7 separate regions of the Mus musculus genome follow, and regions 2, 3, 4, 5, 6 and 7 are each linked to region 1. The links are chromatin contacts, called in public Hi-C, HiChIP or PLAC-seq and promoter capture Hi-C maps. All regions are on one chromosome and are shown on one strand. The core of a region is the stretch at or near the end of the contact, and the rest is flanking DNA. Distances in the headings are between cores, read along the strand shown.

Region 1 (2,700 bases), core at 149-2,648:
ATACATACATAAACCATGATATACATACATAAATCTACAGAGTGCTTGGTTCTCTGGAGGTCAGAAGAGAGCCTCAGATACCCTGGAATCATACACGGCTGTGTCACTATGTGAGTGTACTAGAGTCCCCTACATGAGCAACATGTACTCTTAATGGTTAAGCCATCTGTATGTCTCAGCCCCCCCCCCCCCCCTTTGAGACAGGGTCTCTCACTGTGCCTGGAACACATCAGTTAAACCTGGCTGGCTGGCTAGCCAGCTGGAGGAATCTGATTTTTGCCTTCTCAGAATCGGGATTCCGGGTAATATCAAGCTGTTTTTTAACCTGGGTATTGGAGATCTGAACTCAGCTCATCATGCAATGTGGGGGAGTCCTTTACCCTCTGAGGGATCTCCCCAACCCTGCCCTCCCTTTTTGTTGTTTGTTTTGAAACAATATCTCACTGTGTAGCACTGGATGGCCTGGAACTCCAGGGATCTGCCTAAGATTAAAGGTAAACACTGGATCCAATACTTTTTTTTTTTTTTTTTTTTTTTTTGATTTTTCGAGACAGGGTTTCTCTGTGTAGCTCTGGCTGTCCTGGAACTCACTTTGTAGATCAGGCTGGCCTCGAACTCAGAAATCCACCTGCCTCTGCCTCCCAAGTGCTGGGATTAAAGGCGTGTGCCACCTCGCCCGGCCGGATTCAATACTTTTAAAGAAAACAGGGAACCCTCCTTTTTTTGTTGTTGACATATTTCTTTTTTCTTTCTTAAAGATTTATTTTATGTATGTGAGTACACTGTAGCTGTCTTCAGACACTCCAGAAGAAGGCATCAGATCCCATTACAGATGATTGTGAGCCACCATGTGGTTGCTGGGGAATCGAACTCAGGACCTCTGGAAGAGCAGTCAGGGCTCTAGTCACTGAGCCCTCTCTCCAGCTCTTGACATATTTCTTTGGGTCTACACGTCTAACCCTAACTACAAACTACAATCTTTTCCTCATATCTTTATTTAATTAACAAAATTCATAGTCGTGGCATTTTGCTATTCTGAAGATGCAGTAATTTTCCAGCCAAAGTTGTTTGACACTACGTTTTACTCCTCTACAAATCAGTTTTCTTTTCTTTCTTTTTTTTTTTTTTCTCGTAGACGCTGGCCTGGAACCTGTGGCGATCCTCCTACCTCAGCCTCCGAGTGCTGGGATTCCAGGCGTGCACTATTATGCCTGGCTTCCATCGTTCGTGTTCTAAACCCGGAGACCTATTTCTGGAGCTAATAAAGCGCCCAGAACTCATTGCCGTCCCAGACATTCCGGATGGGTAGGCGGGCTTCCGAGCGCGGTGGGCGGGGCTCAGACCCTTAGGCTCCTCCCACGCCTCTTCGCCTACCCTTGGCGCCAAATTTCTCAGCTTGTCTCGCGGAGCCGAGTCTCGCGAGAAGCGGTGTTGGCGCGCTTGGCGGCGGCCGCTGTCTAGGTGAGGTGAGACCGGTTTCTGTGAGCGCAGATTTTGGAAGTGGAGCCCGCGTTGCAAAGGCGGCGCGGGGCGCGGGAGATGGGGTCTCACCCAGGAGCCAGGCGGAAGCGGGGCTGAGGAGGAGCGGGCGGAGCGGGTGGGAGGCGCCGCGGGAGGATGGCGGGCCTGCACCGGAGCCGCGCGCACGGACCTAGCTGAGAGGGAGGCTGGGAAGCGGACTCGAGGGGAGGCGAGGGAGAGGTGACATCCCTAGGGCTGGCGCCGACGGTGGGACGAGAGTGAGGGTGGTGGGACTTCCTTTAGGGCGAGGAGCTCCTGTTTTGACAACTAGGGAAAACGGTAGGTTGGAAACAGGTCCGGGAAGGACTTGTGGATCGGATGTTGAATTTGTCACGCACACTGCTCTGGGAGTTTGAGGACCTGGAGGGGGAAAGAGACTTAACTCGTTAGTGTCTAAAACACGTGTGACAGTTGTCAAGGAGAGAAGGAAGGGCTGTGAACATCTAATTCTTTACAAACACTGAGAGAAACCAGTTTACTGATAAGCCCCACTGTGCTTTTTTGGTTAATTGCTGGTTATTGTAGTTTTAAGTCCTGTTCTCAAACTCCCATTAGAATGGGATTGAGTGTACTAACTAGATGTTTTGAGGATTGGGGTGCTTGTTCTGGGCCTGGAACCCAGGCCAAGTGGTCCTAGGTAGAGTTATAATCTACCCTTGGTTCCCACATTTAAAGGTACTCAAAGACGTAGCGGTTTATTATCAGGAGCCAGTACTTTGTTTTTATAAATTTACGGTCACAAATTTAGAATTGGGGACAGCTAGTAAAGGCGATATAGTGCTGGGGAACAAGCCTTACTGAGTGTGATCCCTGGGTCTCATGCAAAGCTGGAAGGAAAGAATTGACTCTACCCACAGAGTCCTTTGCTACTTTGTGGATTCTTTCTTCCACCCTTCTCTACCCTTAATCTACCCTTTAGGCTCCCTAAAAAACGAGAGGATAGGGGGAAAAATGGCAACATTATCTTTACCCTGCAGATGAGGAGTGTCAAGTTCCTTGGGGCATGTTTGAGGCAAGGTGAGGACCTTGAGGATGTGTTATTTCTTCTCTTGCTCACCACTAAACAAAACCACAGCCAACAGCAAGCAGTCAATCCTGGCCTTTACCCTCTGAAAAGTCCTGAGGAAGCTATCTGCAGTTAGCAGAATCGCCGTTACAGCATTAGAGCTCAAGGCCTGT
Region 2 (2,700 bases), core at 117-2,616, 860 kb after region 1:
TGTGCCATTATCCTGGACTCCTCTGAAAGTTTTTTAAATTAGATTTAAATTAGAGAATTGCAGAACATTTTATCTATTTACTCTGTGTGAGTGTGTGTGTGTGTGTGTGTGTGTGTGTGTGTGTGTGTGTGTCTATGTGTGTATGTTTGTACATGTGCCATGGTGCAAGTGTGGCTCGCTGTCAGAGAATAATTTCCTATGGGTGTCATTTTCTTTTTCAACCATGTAGGTTCCAGGGATGCTGGTGAGTCAGGCTTGGCTGCAGGTTCCTTTCCCTGCTGAACCAAGCCTTCTTTACTTACCTGCATGAAAGCATGGTGCCAAATACTTGTACTCCTCGAACTTGGAAGGTGGAGACAGGAGGATTAAACAATCCAAGATCACCCACTACTACAAAGTGGATTCAAGGCCACCCTGGGCTAGGAGAGGTGAGAAGCCATTACACTCTTGCCTCCAAATGCTGCCAGAGACAGACACTGCTACCAGGGTTAAGTGGGTGCTCTGTAATTTTGATGGACTCCCCCATCAAGTTGGACCCCAACATATGTCTGCATACAGTAGTAAAAAGACAAGACTCAACATCAACTTGGACAGCACATATATGTCTCTCTGAAGAGCTGTCTTCCCATATGTGAGACATCAGATACGATAGCAAAGAGAAGTTGCTGGCGACTGTACCTTCCAGTGTGCTGACCCAGCTACAGGTCATTTACCTGGACCCTTGCTCTTAAAGATCCGCAAAGTTGAGGGAATATAGTGTTGTCTTCAGGTTTCAGACCAACTCAGTGAGAATGACTGGGCTGGACAGCAGGCAGAACTGGGAGGGATCTCGGGTTTCTATGGGGCTCTTATGTTAGGGGTGCTCTTCTCACCTACGGGAGTGCCCTAACTTAGCCTTGAGAAGCCAGTCTTGAAGCTACACAACTCATCCCTTGAATAGGACAAGGAACCTAGAGGATACCGAATGTCTAACAACTTTGAGCAGTTTTAAGGGAATTGTCTTTAAAAACACAGAGTTGGGTATAGTGGAAGAGACACCGCTGAGAAAGTGGGGGGACGCAAACACCTCAGTTTTGCGTGTTTTTCCGCAGCTGGGACCCTCTCTCACAGTCTTCACGTTCCCAGATCCTCAAGTCCGGACGGACCACGAGGAGCGGATACCTTACTGCAGTCCGGGTCGGCGCGGCAGCTCCCGCTGCAGTTCAAAGCGCAGGGGGCGCGTCCGCTGCGCAGCCGGGAATGTCCGGCCGCTTAAAGCGCTCGCCGGCTCTTTTGTTCCCCAGACCCGGCCTCCAGGGAGAGGGGGCTGGGGGAGGGGAGGAGAGGGGGGCGGCGGGCAGAGGAGGAGGGCGGTGCGGGCGCGGGCGGAGTGCGGAGCGCGCACCCCGGGCGCGGCTGACAGATCGCCGCGGTGGGTGCAAGATGGCGCAAGCGGCGCTCTCCGTGATACCCGATCCCCGCTAAGGCCGGCATGCGGCCCCAGCCTCCCGCCGCCCGGGCTCGGCCCCGGCCCGAGCCCCGGCCCCGGCTCCGGCGCCGGCCCCGCGGGACGCTGTGAGCCCGTGAGACCCCAACCACCCCCCTGAGTAGCGCCGTGCGTCGCCGAGCCCAGCGGACCGAGAGACCGATGGCTGAGCCGCGCACCGCGTCCCCGCGCCGCCTGCCCGCGCTGCGCCGGCCCGGGTTTCTGCCGCCGTTGCTGCCGCCGCCGCCGCCGCCGCTGCTGTTGCTGCTGCTGCTGTTGCCGCTGCCTGCGCCAAGCCTGGGTGAGCCTCAGGACCCAGGCGAGAGGGGCGGACCCCGGGACACTGCGGGAACCTGCGCTAGGAGCGCGTGCTGGAGGGACCTGGCGGGACAGCGCGCTGCGGGCACGGGGAAACCCACTCCGGCAGGGCTGCCGGTAGTTTGAAGGACTGCAGGGGTTCGGCGGGAGAACCCCGGGAGAGGGCCGGGGCTCGGTTTTCTACGCCTTCGGGGCTCAGGATAGGTTCAGGGCAGGATGCCGATTCTGGGCAGAGGAACTGGGAGCGGAGCAAAGCGGGAGTTGGGAAGGCAAGCTGGCAGTGCGGAGTGGAGGAAACAAGCCCGAGGAGAAAGAGCGGAGGAGTCCCAACAGAGGAAGGCGAGCCCGGGTGCACAGAGCTCGGCTGGGGACCCTGAGTAGCCCGAGGCGAACGAAGCCGGAAGCGACAGATCGGGGTCGGGGTCCGGGACTCTACTGCACTGGGCTGAGAAGGCATCCCCCAGGGTTTAGAGCTGGGACTGGGTTCGGGGGTATCCGACGAACAGGAAGGAAAGATTCCTGGTGGACTGAGTGGGCGATCCTGCCAAGGGCTGGGAGAGCTGGAGGAAAGGGTCGCCCAGGGCAAGCGCCTACCAGCGGTGCTGCCCAGGGCCCCGCCCTTCCCCGAGGGAGCTCTCTAGGAGTCCCTGCCCTGGGTTCTCCCGGCTACCCGTCGCTTCCTCCCGGGCTGTAAAAGATTCATCTCAGCAAAGAAGGATGTGGATCTAAGCCCTCCGCTGTCTCAAGTCCTTCGCAGACACACATTTGGATTATTCTTTCCTTCCCTTCCTTCCTAAAAAGCAAAATATTGCATCTGCACCCGAGAGAAACTTTATCCCCGATAGCTATAGCGGGGTTGGATTGGGGGAAGAGGCGGCTCAGACTTAGGATATGTGAAGGATGTAAAGGATTTGAAC
Region 3 (2,700 bases), core at 87-2,586, 930 kb after region 1:
TGATTCCAAATCAGCCCAGGCCTTACAACAACCATTACCATTTGGACTCCTGGGGGTGGTTTGCATCATTGTTTGGCCTGGGAAGCTCTCTAGGGTCTGAGAATATAGTTCTGCCTGTCTTCCCTCCCGAAGTCTGAGGAGCACAGGGCCAGGTCCCATTCGGATGCCCAAGAAGGGGGTGATTTCTCAGAGAGCAGAGCCAGTGTGTGTGTATGTTTATTTATCTAATTAATGGTTGTTTTTGTTTTTGTTTTTGTAAAGTTTTGTTTTGGGGTTTGTTTTTGTTTTTTTTGAGACAGGGTTTCTCTGTGTAGCCCTTGCTGTCCTGGGATTTGATCTGTAGACCAGGCTGGACTTGAACTCAGAGATATGCCTGCCTTTGCTTCTGGTGTGCTGGGACTAAAGGCGTGAGCCACCACCTCTCAGCACGTGTGGGGTCTTTAAAGGGGACTTTTAGTCTAACAATTCAGCACTGGTCTTAGATTTCTATGTGACCAGAAGGCCAAGTGCTTTTTTTCTAGTGAGGTCTTGAAGAAGAAGAGGTAAAGGGAATCTGTTCTTACATTTTTTATTTTATTTTATTTATTTATTTTGGTTTTTCAAGACAGGGTTTCTCTGTATAGTCCTGGCTGTCCTGGAACTCACTTTGTAGACCAGGCTGGCCTCGAACTCAGAAATCCTCCTGCCTTTATTTTAATTTTTTAATGTATTTATTTTATGTATGTGAGTACACTGTAGCTGTACAGATGGTTGTGAGCCTTCATGTGGCTGTTGGGAATTGAATTTTTATTTAGGACCACTGCTTGCTCTGGTCAACCCTGCTCGCTCAGTCCCTGCTTGTTCCGGCCCAAAGATTTATTTATTATACATAAGTGCACTGTAGCTGTCTTCAAACGAATTAGAAGAGGGAGTCAGATCTCATTACCAGTGGTTGTGAACCACCATGTGGTTGCTGGGATTTGAACTCAGGACATTCAGAAGAGCAGTCAGTGCTCTTACCCGCTGAGCCATCTCACCAGCCCTACATTTATTTATTTTGTGTATACGTTCACATGTGGGCACACTTGAGCCTTGGTGCAGGTGTGGAAGTCATAGGACAAATTGCTAGAGTCACTTAGCTCCTAACATATGGGATCCTGGGATAGAACTCAGGTCGTGAGGACGGACAGCAAGTGCCTTTACTCGACCAGTTGCTGAGTCATCTTGGGGTCCGGTCTTTTCCCTTCGGCAGGGTTAGGTCATTGTTCTCCCAGTGCCTGTTTTCCCGACTTCCTGTTAGAGGCCTTCGAAGGAGGAGGATCCTGGGAAATCTGAGGTCAGACATTTGAGCAATTCAGAGAATTGCGGAGGCTGTAAGGTAGAGAGGAAGGTCTTTGGGTCGGCTACAGTGTCTTGAGAAAGTATTGTGTCACTCCGACCTTCAGTTTTCCCTGGGTATCAAGTGGCTTCTTGTGTGCAACGTGTCAGCTCCAGAGGAAACCGATTTATTCAACAGGTGGCAATTCCCAAGGTGAGCGAGGCTGGCTCAACCCGTGGAGCCAGGACAAAGACAATTCCCCGGGGCGGGTCCCGGGGCGGTTTCCACTTGGGGCGGTGGCGAGGATGACTAGCAGCCGCATTGGGCACCTTTGCCCAGCACCCGGGGCAGCTGGGATCCTCCGGGACCTGTGGGCGGGCGCGAGCTGAGCAAGGGCGCGGGAAGGGGCGGGCCTGGGCCGGGTGGGCGGAGCGGCGTGAGAGCGGCGGGCGGGGAGGTAGGCGGTGGCTGCTGGCAGTGTGGGGCGGCCAGGACTGATCGGCCGGGTCCCCGGGGTACTACCCACGCCGGGTGCAATAGCGACAACTCCATACCGGGGACTCCGGGACTGGCGGGACCCGAGAGGCGACTCTCCCAGATCCCGTGTTTCCCCGCACTGAGCGACCGTGCCCAGTGTCCTGCAGAGGACGCTCGCCGGCGCGTTCTCACCAATGTCAATTTGTCACCCCTTTGCCTAGCTCCACCCCCCGGGCTGGAAAACCTGGCAGCAGACGGTCTACGGTCCCCCGGGCCCAGGCCCCGCGCTGCCCCTCCTTGTCTCCTCCCGGCCACGCGCTACGAGCCCGGGATGCAGCTCTCCAACAGGGCAGCAGCCAGGGAGGCAGCGAGCCGCGACGTGCTGGCTGCGGACCTCCGCTGCAGCCTCTTCGCCTCGGCGCTGCAGAGCTACAAGCGGGACTCGGTGCTGCGGCCCTTCCCCGCCTCCTACGCCCGCCACGACTGTAAGGACTTCGAGGCCCTGGTGAGTCCGTCCTGATCCACCGTTGCTCGCTGCATCCTGGGCCAAGTGGCCCTGTGGAACGGCAGGCAGGAGCAGCTCCACCCGTGTTAGAAAACACGCCAATTCCCTGGACTTCCCACCCAGCCTGGCCTTGGGGAAGGTTCCCATCAGCAAGAACACTCCTAAACACCCTCGTGCAGACACACTGCCAGGTCATTCGGTGGCTGCTTCCTTTTGTCAGTGACTTAATCCCAGGAGTGATGGAATAGCTACATAGTCCTCCACAAAACGCTCTAGTGTGGCCCTAAAGGGGCGTTGATCTGAACCAGCTGTTCTGCCTAGATAAGAAGTTGTCCCTCCCTCTGCAACTAGTTAGACTTTGCCCTTCAGATGAAGTTACATATTAACAGTACTTATATAAACTGCCACGCAGTGCACATAG
Region 4 (2,700 bases), core at 168-2,667, 840 kb after region 1:
GAGACAGGGTTTCTCTGTATAGCCCTGGCTGTCCTGGAACTCACTTTGTAGACCAGGCTGGCCTCGAACTCAGAAATCCGCCTGCTTCTACCTCCTGAGTGCTGGGATTAAAGTTGTGCGCCACCAGGCCCGGCTTAACAGCCCACCTTTTGCTTGTAGAACTCTGAGGTACTTTGGAAAGGCATCTGCCTGACTCACACAACAACTTATAGACAGTCTTAGAACTAGAGCTGGGTGCTGAGTCTAAGGCAGATGCCATGGGAGCTGGATTTGGGCGGGGAAATATGGGGGAGGTATGGTCTACCCAGTAACTTGTGGGGTTTCACTTGTGTCGGAGAGCATTCTTCTGGCTCCAAGAGAAAGAACTCCAAGGCCTACGCCAGCTCTGCTTGACAGTTGCTTTCCCCTTCTGACAGAAAGAACCATGACGCCCCAGGCCCCCTGCTTTGGGCATTCAGAAGCAGTAATTGGCAAGCTAACCCTGTCCTATCTTCACTACAGGGTCTTTGGAGGCTACCAGGGGGCAGGATGTGGTCATTGTGGCAGCCCCAGAGAACACCACGGTAGTGTCTGGACAGAGTGTAGTGATGGAGTGCGTGGCCTCTGCTGACCCCACCCCTTTTGTGTCCTGGGTCCGACAGGGTGAGTGCTGAGGAAAGAGGAGGAGGAGACTGGGGAAGTGGGCAAGATGGTACAGTATTTCACAGGCTCCAAGTCAGGAGCTTCTGCCTAAAGATAGAAGGAGAGAATTGACTCCTTAGAGTTGTCCTTTGACTTCCATAGCACATGCAAGCAAGCTCACATGTACACACATTCATGCAGTAATAAAGTCTAAAGAAGGTTGTATTAAAGCCCAGTGGTGGTGGCACACATCCTTAATCCCAGCACTGGGGAGGCAGAGGCAGGCGGGGCTCTGAGTTTGAGGCCAGCCTGGTCTACAGAGCAAGTTCAGGGTAACCAGGGCTACTCAGAGGAAACCCTACTTTGGAAAATTCTGGGGGTGGGAGGAGAGAGAGACACAGAGAGACAGAGAGAGCGAGGGACAGAGAGACAGAGACAGGCAGACACACACACACACACACACACACACACACACACACACAGAGAGAGAGAGAGAGAGAGAGAGAGAGAGAGAGAGAGAGAGAGAGAGATTGTATTAAATATCTGCTCCGCCCACCAGAGACCATTTAGCCATCGTTTACCCACCTCCCTTCTGCTTTTCCACCTAGGGATCAGAGTAAGAAGGAACTGGGATTCAAACCAGCGGCTGTGATGCAGCTTTGCAGGGATGTAGTGGGAACCTCGTAGTTGGAGAGGGTGTAGAGGGACAGTTCCAGCGTCCCCCTCCAGCCTGCTCCTTCTCTGTCACCAGATGGAAAGCCTATCTCCACGGATGTCATCGTTCTGGGCCGGACCAATCTACTCATCGCCAGCGCGCAGCCTCGGCACTCTGGAGTCTATGTCTGCCGAGCCAACAAGCCCCGCACGCGTGATTTCGCCACTGCGGCTGCTGAGCTCCGAGTGCTTGGTAAGGAAGGGCTGGTGCTGGGGGACGTTAAGGATGGGTGTGTGTTAGAGGGAGAAGGGGCGGTCCTAGAAGACTAAATGTGAGGGGGACCACATGGGAGGAGTCTGAATTTTCTGATTGGTGGTGATTGTTGGAGGACTGGATTCCGTAGCTGGGGGGGGGGGGGGAGGGAATGGGGCGATTTGAGACGGGGGGTGGGGGGGCGGATTTAAAGCCTGGTTTGGGTCATGAGGAGTGAGAGTGCAGGCGAGCAGGAGTGGGGTGAGGTTATGGAAGGAGATAGTGGAATGGTCTAGGGGGGTGTGTGAAGCCCAGAATCTGTACGTGGTAGCACTCAGAAAACTGTGGCAGGAGCGTGAGTTCGATACCAGCCCTAGCTACAGAGTTGAGACCAGCTACAGAGTGAAAAGTCTATCTCAAAAACAAAATTATTAAACAATGACAATGTCTTAGGCTATTAAGTCCCTATGAGTGTGTGCAGGCCATGGTGAGTGTATTGCGGTCACAGACTGAGTTGAGACAAGGTTTCTTGTTCACTTCATACTCCAGGCTAGCTGGCCCGGGGAATTCTGGGGAATCTCCTGTCTCTGTCTCCTAGGAATGCTGGGATTAATCAGTTGGGGTGATGCTGAGGCGGGCAGATCAGAAATTCAAGGCCAACCTGGGCTATAAAAGAGCTTTCTCAATACAACAGAAAACTGGGGGACCAGGCTTGCTGAAAGCTGGAGTAACTGCTGGGTATAAGAAGCCACGGGGAGGAGAAAGTGAAGTTACAGCCTAGAGCTCAAAAGCTGGAAATCTGCTGGGCTTGGGAGAAAGGAGGACTAGCCCAGGAGGGGTCGAGTCTAGTGGACCAGAGCTGGGCCCGTATGACTAGGGGAGAGGACCTCAGGGTGAGGCTTGGGCGCGGTGTTGGGACACTTGGAGAGGGGTAGGCCCTCTTGTCAGAGTCTCCCTTCTGCCCCTCAGCTGCCCCAGCCATCTCGCAGGCGCCCGAGGCGCTCTCGCGGACGCGGGCCAGCACCGCGCGCTTCGTGTGCCGGGCGTCCGGGGAGCCACGGCCCGCGCTGCACTGGCTGCACGACGGGATCCCGTTGCGACCCAATGGGCGCGTCAAGGTGCAGGGCGGTGGCGGCAGCTTGGTCATCACTCAGATCGGCCTTCAGGACGCT
Region 5 (2,700 bases), core at 66-2,565, 900 kb before region 1:
AACACTCAACATCTCTGAAATTGAGCTGTGTTTGTCACGGAATGATGTGCTGTAGTTCTAACAGGCAGCATCCTTTCCATATTGATAGTTAAGTCTAGGTCTCCCATTCAGTGGCATCTAAGGTTTGCTTAACCATTGTAAACTAAGATTGCCCTGGTGTCCCTTTCCCAGCAGGTCACAAGTTCAGGAAACTCAGCAGTGACAGGGCTAGAATGAGGGCAGGAATCCTTTCCAAATACTTGAGAAAAATATAAGAAACAGTTTTAAAACTCTTTACATCCCAGTTGTCTGCACTGGTGTGTAAGTCACAGTCCAGACTGTGAGCTTCCTGAGGGCAGGGGTTCAGTCGGATACATCAATTTCCCAGGGCGCTGCACATTTACCAGTTTTCAGTGAGTGCAATTAACCGAGACTGTGGTTAAAACAGGTAAGTTGACCCCACCAGAGGCCAGCTCAGGCCACCAATGGTCAAGATGCTGCCTATCCAGATCCATAATCCCCAACGCTGGGATTTGGCCACTAAAGTCACCACTCACCAGAACATCCCTGAAGAGTAACTGCGGCCCGGAGTGCACGGTCCAGTCCACCGCGCCACTATTTGGAATCTTGATCCGAATCACCAGCACCTGGTTCTCCATGGCACAGAAGGGGCCAAGGGCCAGCCACAGCATTACAGGTTAAAGGGTCTCACATCCTGGGGCGAGGGGTACCGACCTGCCCCTACTTAGGAGGAGCCCCAAGAAGTGACAAGGGGAACGATAGACAGAAGGCAGGCGATAAATAGGGAGCAAGAAGATGGGGAGAAGTGAAGAGGAGCGATCAGGAGGGAGCTTGCAGGCCCAAAACCAGGCCCAGGTCGTGTGGAGTGTCCCTAGGAGAGGATGCACTGTTGGGGGACCGGCCAAGAGGAATTAGTAGAGAGCGGAAGGTCCTGGAGTTACAAAAGTGGACAAAACAGAACCCACAAGCATTCTGTAGTCCTTGTGAGTAAGAGGAGACAGCGGAGCAACGGCCTGGTTTAAGGCAGGTACAGTGGCCAGGGTCCTGCCGTCCTGAGTGTCTCGGTGGGCAAGGGGACGGTGGCCGGGCGCCGCGGGCTGGGTCGGGGCTGTTTCGGAGGTGCACCGGTGGCGCCTGCCCTCCAACCAGGCAGGGGGGCCCAGGGCCGCGGGGTCAAGGGGCGGGTCCCGGACCGCAGCCGGAACCGGAGGGCGCGGCGCGTGCAGGATCGTCCGACTGAGGCCCGCGTCCCGGCAGCGGAGGTGGCGGCGAGAGGAGGAGGAAGGCGGCCGTTAGACCGCTGTTACTCCGGAACCAAAACGCGATGGCGCCGGAACCCGGGGAGCCGACATGTGGGACCCGCCTCCTGGGGCGCCATGTTGGAAGAGGGCAGCTGGGGCGGAGCAGGGATCTCGTGCTAGGACTGGCTGACTTCCATCTCTTCAGGTAGTGGTAAAGGAGCCTAGAAAACCCAGGAAGACACGGATCTACGGCTGGGGGCTGTCCGTAAAACAATTTAAGGTTTGATCATGCAGAAAAGGCGGTGAAGGACAAGACGGCAGCACCAGCTTGTCAAGTTATATACCTTTTACTATCCGCGGGTTTGTTACATTAAATCGGCAAGAGCCAGGCAAGACCTTTTTATTAAAAAAAGAAAAAAAAAAAAAAAAGCATGTTTTTATGCCCCTTCTTCCAATTAACAGTTCCAAAATACCACTATTTTTTCTCCCACGTTAGCAAAGTGTGCATGAATTTTTCAGTGAGGTCCTTTACCCTAACCAGTGACCTACAGTACCAAGCAATCTCCTACTCAAAAGCAACAGTAAAGAAACTCAATGGAGAGCGCTTAACTGCCTGGGGACAGCTGTATTTCTGGCATCATAATATCTTATTCAACCGTTGCAAAAATATCCCGTCTGTTCCATATATTTTCAGCTAAATTGCAGTGTTTATGCAGTCAGTGATAGCAGGGCAGTAGCCGTAAACCTTGGTTATTTTTAAATGCCTTGTTACCTCACATTTTAAAGTGCATAATCCTGTTGATCTATGTGTCTATACAAAAGAATTGCTTACAAATGGCAACGTGTAGGTAGGCCCTTTATTTGTAATTAAATTATGCTATTATCTCTACCTTTTGGGGCTGATTATGCATAAACATAGTGCGTGGGGTGGTGGGACCAGTGTCCACTTTCCCCGGAATAAACAGATATGTGATTAATGTAAGAGGAGGAACAATTAAATGTTGATCATTTTCAATGTAATACCAAAATTTGTGGCATAATTTCCTCTACTTGGGCTTTTTTCCTGTTGCATTTGAAAGGCCATTGTAGGAGATAAATGACCATCTTTTAGTTATTATTCCTTAATAGCTTAGGTAGGAATTCACGTAGACCGATTCTCCAGGTACTGTTGGAACTACCCCTTTGTAACTGCTCTTCAGTGCTAAAGAAAAATTCACTATTTTGCCATGTACTTCTTAATCTAAACTTTATTTCTATTATTAAGGAAAATTAACTACAAAACTAGAGATTTTCTATTAACCTATGATTTGTTAAAACGTCTTTTTAAAAATTCATAGTACCATAGGGAAAACCAACACCATTTGCCAAATTTGCATGTATATTCTGAAGCACTTTTTTAAATATATGAATGGCAGTCTCTCAGCTTCCCAAATATCTAAAGAGCAAATATAATCACATT
Region 6 (2,700 bases), core at 191-2,690, 820 kb after region 1:
GGTTTGAGGGTACAGGAACTTCTTCCTCCCCAAAAGGGATAGAACTTACTGGCAGCATGTGAGCCGGAATGGAAATGATTCTAAATCATGGGGATGCCAATGGATACAAGAAAAGGAAGAATGTAGCATTTTTCCTTTAAAAAAAAATTTTTTTTTATGTGTATGTGTGTACTTGCATGAGTTTATGTGCACCATGTGCAGGAAAGTGCCTACAAAGCCCAGAAGAGGGCATCAGATTCATTGGAAATGGAATTACAGATGGTTATGGCTGTCATATGGGTGCTGGGAGCAGAACCCAGGTCCTTTGTTAGGGCAGGAAGCACTCTAGCCACTGGGCCACCTCTCTAGCCTCAAAATCCGGATATATATATATAATTTTTATTTATTTTAAATTGTATCTAATTGTGTGTCTGCTTGTAGGTGCAGATGCCACAGAGCCCAGTGGTATCAGACCTCCTGGAGCTAGAGTTACAGACTGATGTGAGTCGCCTGGGTGGGTACCGGAACCAAATCTAGGTCCTCTGCAAATGCAATAAGCACTCTAACCGCTGAGCCATCTCTCCCATCACAAACGCATCATTTTAAATAGACGTTTAGTATGTTTTTCTCTCCCCAACCCAACCTGACATTTGATTCCCCCAGCTTTAGACACACTGAGGCAACTAACCTGGCCAGCTCAGTTGGAAAAGAGGCAGTTCTGAAAAAGAGAGTGGACCGGTGGAGGCTCAACACCATTAGCAGGCCCTGCACCTGCTGCTTTAAGCCTCCTGTCCTTAGGGAGTCCCCACTACAAACCCAAATATTCCCAGTATGCAGGTATGTAAAATGGTGGTAAGCAAGTCTTCGTTGTCCCTCACAGAGGTGGAACACAGTACAGACTGGGTTGGCTACTGAGGAGGAAGGAAGGAAGCCAAGAGAATCCCTCAGCTTGGCATGGAAGAGGTAGCGGGGACAAGGAATTGTAGTGTCCTCAGAGAGTCTGTTGGTGCAGCCTGTGGAGAGGCTAAACAGGATTCAGGTCAGGCTGTGAGTTGGAAAAGGACAGGTCTCAGTGAACTGAGCCTGGAACAGAGGTGGAGGCGACCCTGAAGGTAGAGTCATGGTAGGGTTAGGGAACAGAGATCCAGAGGCTCAGGTAAAAAGATGAACAGAAAGGAGCCTGAGGTGACCCGAGGAGCGGGAGGCTCCCGCGTGCTGAGTGAGCCGCAGGAGCAGGCTGGTGGCGCGCGGGCGCGTGTCCCCTGTGGTGCAGGGTGGCCACACTGGCGGGGCGCCCCCGCGTGGGCCGCTAGCCCAAGATGGCGATGGAGGGGCGGGCGAGCTGGCCGCGGCCCCGGCCCCCGCGCCGGCCCCCGCTCGGGCCCCGGCCCCGGAGGCCGCGCCCCCGCCCGCGGCGCCGCGCCTCCCGGAGCCACTGACGCCCGGCGCGCCCTCCCCCGGCGGCGGCCCAGGCGCCCGGACGCGGCGGCAGCGGCCCGAGCCCGGCCCTATGGCGCGGGCGGACACGGGCCGCGGGCTCCTGGTGCTGACCTTCTGCCTGCTGTCCGCGCGCGGTAAGGGCCCGGGTGGCCGCAGTCGCGAGTGGGCGTCCCCGGCGCCCGCGATGCTTGCGCGCCGGGGGCTGTGGGGACTTGCCCCCAGGGGGTGTGTGTCCTTGCTGTGCACAGCCTGGCACCGTGCGTGTCCCCCTGCGCGTGGCCCTTGTGCATGTGAGGTTTGCATGTGTGTGTCCTGCGGGGGTGGGGGTGTCCTGCGGGGGAACGTGTCCACAGCGCGTGCCTAAGGCGCCGGGTAGCATCGCCAGCGCGCGGGTGGCTGCAAGCGGGACATGATTCTGCCCTGCCCGCAAGCGTCTCGCGGTCGCGAGTGTGCCTGAGAGAGCGGGCGGGGAGGGAGTGTACACTTACACCTCCATTTGTGTCGGGTGCGTGTGTAACTGGATGGGACTGAGCTAATATTTGGCCTTGGCTTTTGGGGAGTGTCCTTGCTCTTGATGGGGGCGGCGGTGAGAAAAACCACACTCAACTTTGCCCAATGGGTGTGGCCCCTGGGGCCAGCTAGGGAGGTTGGGGGAATGTGGAGGTGTTGTGGACCCAAACCCAGGGTTCGGAGTGGGGCTGGGGGAAGGGCAGGAAACCAGTTGCTTTGCCGAACGCGTCCAACACTCGCTCTCTGGATGGGACGCGTGTCACTCCTGCCCCACCCCCAAGGGCGGACCAGGGAAGCGTGGACGAGATCAGCAAGGCCCCCTCCAGTGCCCAGGTCCTAGTGTTGGGTAGGGTCAAGGGTAAGGATCACAACTGTCCACACCAAAGAAAGGACTGGGGGCGGGGGGAGACGAAGTGTCCAAGTGTGTATGCCAAAGCTGTTTTTACCACCCCCGGCCCTCTCACTCTCAGTGGGGTGTGCGTTTGGGGGACAGCCCAAAGGAGGTTAGGTGGTAGGGCCTGGAGGGGGATGGGCTGCCCGCTTTGTTCGATTACTTCTTGCCTTCCCTGCCGAGGGGGGAGTTAAGGATGTGTCCGGGGCGAGTCGGGGAGGGACTTGGCAGTGGGGGTGGGGAGGGGGATTTTTCTCCAGCTGCTGCGGCTTTCCAGAGAGACTGGGCCAGGCCACGTGGGAGGGAGACAGGGAGGGAGGCGGGGGGTGGTGGAAAGGAGCCTCCGCTGGGCCAACCCCAGGCCCATCTCCAGGAAAACA
Region 7 (2,700 bases), core at 29-2,528, 880 kb before region 1:
TGAGTTATTATAAGCAGAAATGCCCATGCTTTATTAAATTGAATGAACTACCAGACTATATGTAACACTAGTACGGCTACACAGAGTTTAGTGTTAATTTTGGATTGAAAAAAAAAAAAAAACTATTTGGAGGGGGAGGGTGAAGGGGATAGGGGATTTTCGGAGGGGAAACTAGGAAAGGGGATAACATTTGAAATGTAAATAAAGAAAATAATCTAATAAAAAAGTTAATAAATCCCTAGACAGCAATATTTAAAAAAAAACTATTTGGATTATACTGGTTCTGCTTCCTTGTATAGAGTTTGAGTGACTGACATCTAAGTTAATATTTTTTTTAGCAGCTATTAATAGGTCCGAAACATCTTGAGGACTTGAATTTTTCCCTAATCTATAAAATGCTGTCACATCTACAATCCGTGATATTGACTCTTCTGCCATTAGACCACAGAACACACACATCTAGCAGGAGGACCGTCAGAATTAGATTATCTTCAGGAATATAGATACTAAAGGATCTTAAAAGACAGCATCTTTTAAGTCTAGCACCTGAGAAAATATGATGTCTGGAGAGAACCTACTGCTTTTAGCAAAACACAATTGCTGAGATTTCACAGAAAGACAAAGAAACTTTAAAAGTCCGTCCAGTTTTTTGTCCTCCAAAGGCTCTTGGTGATGAGCGCGGGAATGACTCTTGCTAAGCAACTTCGGAGCCACTGTCGGGACTCACTCCTCGCTGCCCTGGGCAGGGTTCTCCCGGGTGGACAGTGGCAGGGCACGACCTCAGGGGTGCTGCAAGCAGCCCACCGGGGATGCGAAGGGCCGGCCCTGGAGAGCGAGCAGCGTGCTTGTGGGCCAGCGGCCGCCCTGGGATGGAGGAGTGCCTGGGTCAGACGAGGGCGCCGCCACTCACCCAGGTTGATGACCTTGAGCGCGGTGAAGAAGCGGTCCTGCGGGGCCAGGTCCTGCCAGGGCGCCTTGGAGCAGTGGTACTTGATGAAGGGGAAGCAGCCGGTGCGCAGGACGTGGTAGTTGGCGCCCAGCACCGGCCAATTGAAGTGCGACAGGCCGAACTGGTCGTTGTGGACCGCACTGTAGGGCACGCAGAAGGAAGTCCAGTGCGGCAGCCGCCGCTGCAGCAGGTGCTGCGTCAGCACCTCCGAGGCGCGGGGCTTCGGGCGGGAGGCGGCGCCCGAGGCCCAGGGCCGGCACAGCAGCAGCCGCAGCGTAGCCTCGTGGGCCCTCCGCAGGGCCTCCATGGCCGGGGCACGCCGGGGAGCCGGCCCTGGGCCCCTGGGGCCGGGCCTCTGGGGGCGGGGTCAGGCGAGTGTGCGCATGCGTGTTCCCCTCACCACCCTAGGCCAGGGCGGGGGACACCCAGCGGGCAGCGCGCGGGTGAGAGCGCCTTGAGGTGCGGCGCGTGCGCACAGGACGGGACGGGAGGGCGGAGCGACTGCGCAGATCAGGAAAATTGTCACCTCTGGCCTCAGGTAACCTCGGAGCAGGGAGACAATGTTAAAACAATCCTCCACAGCGACAAACCCGGTCTGGCTGTCAGGCGCTGGGCTCCAGGGAAATCCTCAGGGATGCTGAGGTGCTTGAGGTGTGCACAGGAAAGTGAGCTGACACCAAGGCCTGGCCTTTGCCCGGGCTGGACGCTTGGTGACCTCAGACTGCACGTATGTGCAGATGTCCTCACAGTCGTGTTCACTGTCCAGACTGAATCCTACCTAGATAGTGCAAGATAGGGTCCCAAGCCAGATGTGGCGCTTGCCTGGAATCACAGCCCTGAAAAGGCTGAGATGTGAGGATGGGGAGGTGGAGGCCAGCCTGGGCTACATAGAAGAGCAAGTCTCAACTGCCTCCCTGTCCCCGCACCACCACCCCCAAAACCCGAAAAGCAGTCCTATGTTTTCTCATTTAGTGCCCTAAAGCTCAGAAAAACTTCCCTCCTGAGAACACAGTAAATACTAGGACCGGAATTGGCAGTCACCAACCTTTAACAATCTCAGTTACCCATGAAAGTGTAAGGGAAGCATTTCTCAGACTTTCTGCTAGCATACAACCTCATGTCTAAAGTATCATTACTCTTATATGTCCTCAATTTTTGTGGGGAGAATGAGTAAATAGGATGAGGTTTCTGGAAAGTACCATATGCAAATGAAGTAATTCTCTGTGTTGGAACTATATAACAATTATTTGCTGAAAATTCAAGAAGGATGTAGAATAGTGTGATGTTTAAAGAAGATTTGTTTATTTTGTGTATACAAGTGCTCCATTTTCATGCACACCAGAAGAGGAAATCAGATCCCATTACAGATGGTTGTGAGTCACCATGTGGTAGCTGGGAATTGAACTCAGGTCCTCTGGAAGGGCAGCCAATGCTCTTAACCACTGAGCCATCTCTCCAGCAACATTTTTGTTTTTATAGTCACCAGTTTTGGGTTAGTCAACATTGAGTTCATTCCACAAATATGTTAAATATTTAGGGGGGTTTTGCAGTCATGCAAATAGTTTGAACTTTATAAGATTCTCTATTAGATATCGATTTTTAAAGAAAGATTAGGTGAAGTCATGATATATTTGATATGCAGAATAGCTAGGAGGACTATTGAAGGGAGGTAGGGAGCTGCAGCAGAACTGTCATTTTCAAAGTAAAGTTTTAAAAGCAATGGAGCCCTTTTTCAGACAAAATCTGTCACA

The links. Promoter capture Hi-C pulls out the DNA fragments that hold promoters and counts their contacts. A called contact is a pair of places that touch in the nucleus more often than the background predicts. HiChIP or PLAC-seq counts read pairs in DNA pulled down with a chosen protein or histone mark. Capture Hi-C pulls out chosen DNA fragments and counts their contacts.
Region 2: an HNF4G HiChIP or PLAC-seq map of pancreatic cancer cells shows a contact between it and region 1. The contact joins the promoter of Igdcc3 here to the promoter of Tipin in region 1. A contact is called at or near these places in 5 of 39 promoter capture datasets (frontonasal cranial neural crest, hippocampal neurons, liver and 2 more) and 2 of 115 datasets of contacts at active chromatin or transcription factors (the 230-238 cell line and pancreatic cancer cells).
Region 3: a contact with region 1 is called in a promoter capture Hi-C map of erythroid cells, with 8 times the contacts expected there. The contact joins the promoter of Parp16 here to the promoter of Tipin in region 1. A contact is called at or near these places in 5 of 39 promoter capture datasets (cranial neural crest, embryonic stem cells, erythroid cells and 2 more), 3 of 115 datasets of contacts at active chromatin or transcription factors (the 230-238 cell line, bone marrow-derived macrophages and pro-B cells) and 1 of 9 other capture datasets (adipose tissue).
Region 4: a Hi-C map of cortical neurons shows a contact between it and region 1. The contact joins the enhancer-like site here to the promoter of Tipin in region 1. A contact is called at or near these places in 2 of 484 Hi-C or Micro-C datasets (cortical neurons and embryonic stem cells), 2 of 115 datasets of contacts at active chromatin or transcription factors (large pre-B cells and pro-B cells) and 1 of 9 other capture datasets (liver).
Region 5: a promoter capture Hi-C map of liver shows a contact between it and region 1, with 2.5 times the contacts expected there. The contact joins the promoter of Map2k5 here to the promoter of Tipin in region 1. A contact is called at or near these places in 2 of 115 datasets of contacts at active chromatin or transcription factors (bone marrow-derived macrophages and pancreatic cancer cells) and 1 of 9 other capture datasets (liver).
Region 6: a contact with region 1 is called in an H3K27ac HiChIP or PLAC-seq map of the NIH/3T3 cell line, with 10 times the contacts expected there. The contact joins the promoter of Igdcc4 here to the promoter of Tipin in region 1. A contact is called at or near these places in 7 of 39 promoter capture datasets (cranial neural crest, frontonasal cranial neural crest, hippocampal neurons and 4 more), 4 of 115 datasets of contacts at active chromatin or transcription factors (the NIH/3T3 cell line, embryonic stem cells, epiblast stem cells and 1 more) and 1 of 9 other capture datasets (liver).
Region 7: a promoter capture Hi-C map of adipose tissue shows a contact between it and region 1, with 2.6 times the contacts expected there. The contact joins the promoter of 2300009A05Rik here to the promoter of Tipin in region 1. A contact is called at or near these places in 2 of 39 promoter capture datasets (cranial neural crest and erythroid cells) and 2 of 9 other capture datasets (adipose tissue and liver).

Annotation. Positions count from the first base shown.
Region 1 is chr9:64,280,187-64,282,886 of GRCm38.p6, forward strand. Tipin (timeless interacting protein) reads left to right here and starts at 1,399. Exons shown (of 8, transcript NM_001324557.1): 1 at 1,399-1,461.
Region 2 is chr9:65,139,788-65,142,487 of GRCm38.p6, forward strand. It overlaps Igdcc3 (immunoglobulin superfamily, DCC subclass, member 3), which reads left to right and starts at 1,367. Exons shown (of 14, transcript NM_001357257.1): 1 at 1,367-1,766. The coding sequence starts at 1,628.
Region 3 is chr9:65,213,354-65,216,053 of GRCm38.p6, forward strand. Parp16 (poly (ADP-ribose) polymerase family, member 16) reads left to right here and starts at 1,337. Exons shown (of 7, transcript NM_177460.4): 1 at 1,337-1,510; 2 at 1,996-2,279. The coding sequence starts at 2,106.
Region 4 is chr9:65,121,279-65,123,978 of GRCm38.p6, forward strand. It overlaps Igdcc4 (immunoglobulin superfamily, DCC subclass, member 4), which reads left to right. Exons shown (of 20, transcript NM_020043.3): 5 at 502-642; 6 at 1,373-1,528; 7 at 2,498-2,700. Among named protein-coding and RNA genes, the nearest start is that of Igdcc3, 19 kb to the right of the region's middle. Within about 2 kb of position 1,418, at least 21 of the 459 cell types and tissues checked have an H3K27ac peak or open chromatin away from gene starts, as enhancers often do. A contact at or near this core is called in cortical neurons, where this site is marked.
Region 5 is chr9:63,376,587-63,379,286 of GRCm38.p6, forward strand. It overlaps Map2k5 (mitogen-activated protein kinase kinase 5), which reads right to left and starts at 1,316. Exons shown (of 22, transcript NM_011840.3): 1 at 537-1,316. The coding sequence starts at 671.
Region 6 is chr9:65,100,046-65,102,745 of GRCm38.p6, forward strand. Igdcc4 (immunoglobulin superfamily, DCC subclass, member 4) reads left to right here and starts at 1,441. Exons shown (of 20, transcript NM_020043.3): 1 at 1,441-1,553. The coding sequence starts at 1,490.
Region 7 is chr9:63,397,966-63,400,665 of GRCm38.p6, forward strand. 2300009A05Rik (RIKEN cDNA 2300009A05 gene) reads right to left here and starts at 1,279. Exons shown (of 2, transcript NM_027090.1): 1 at 911-1,279. The coding sequence starts at 1,256. Gm16759 (a long non-coding RNA gene) reads left to right here and starts at 1,352. Exons shown (of 5, transcript XR_003948339.1): 1 at 1,352-1,487.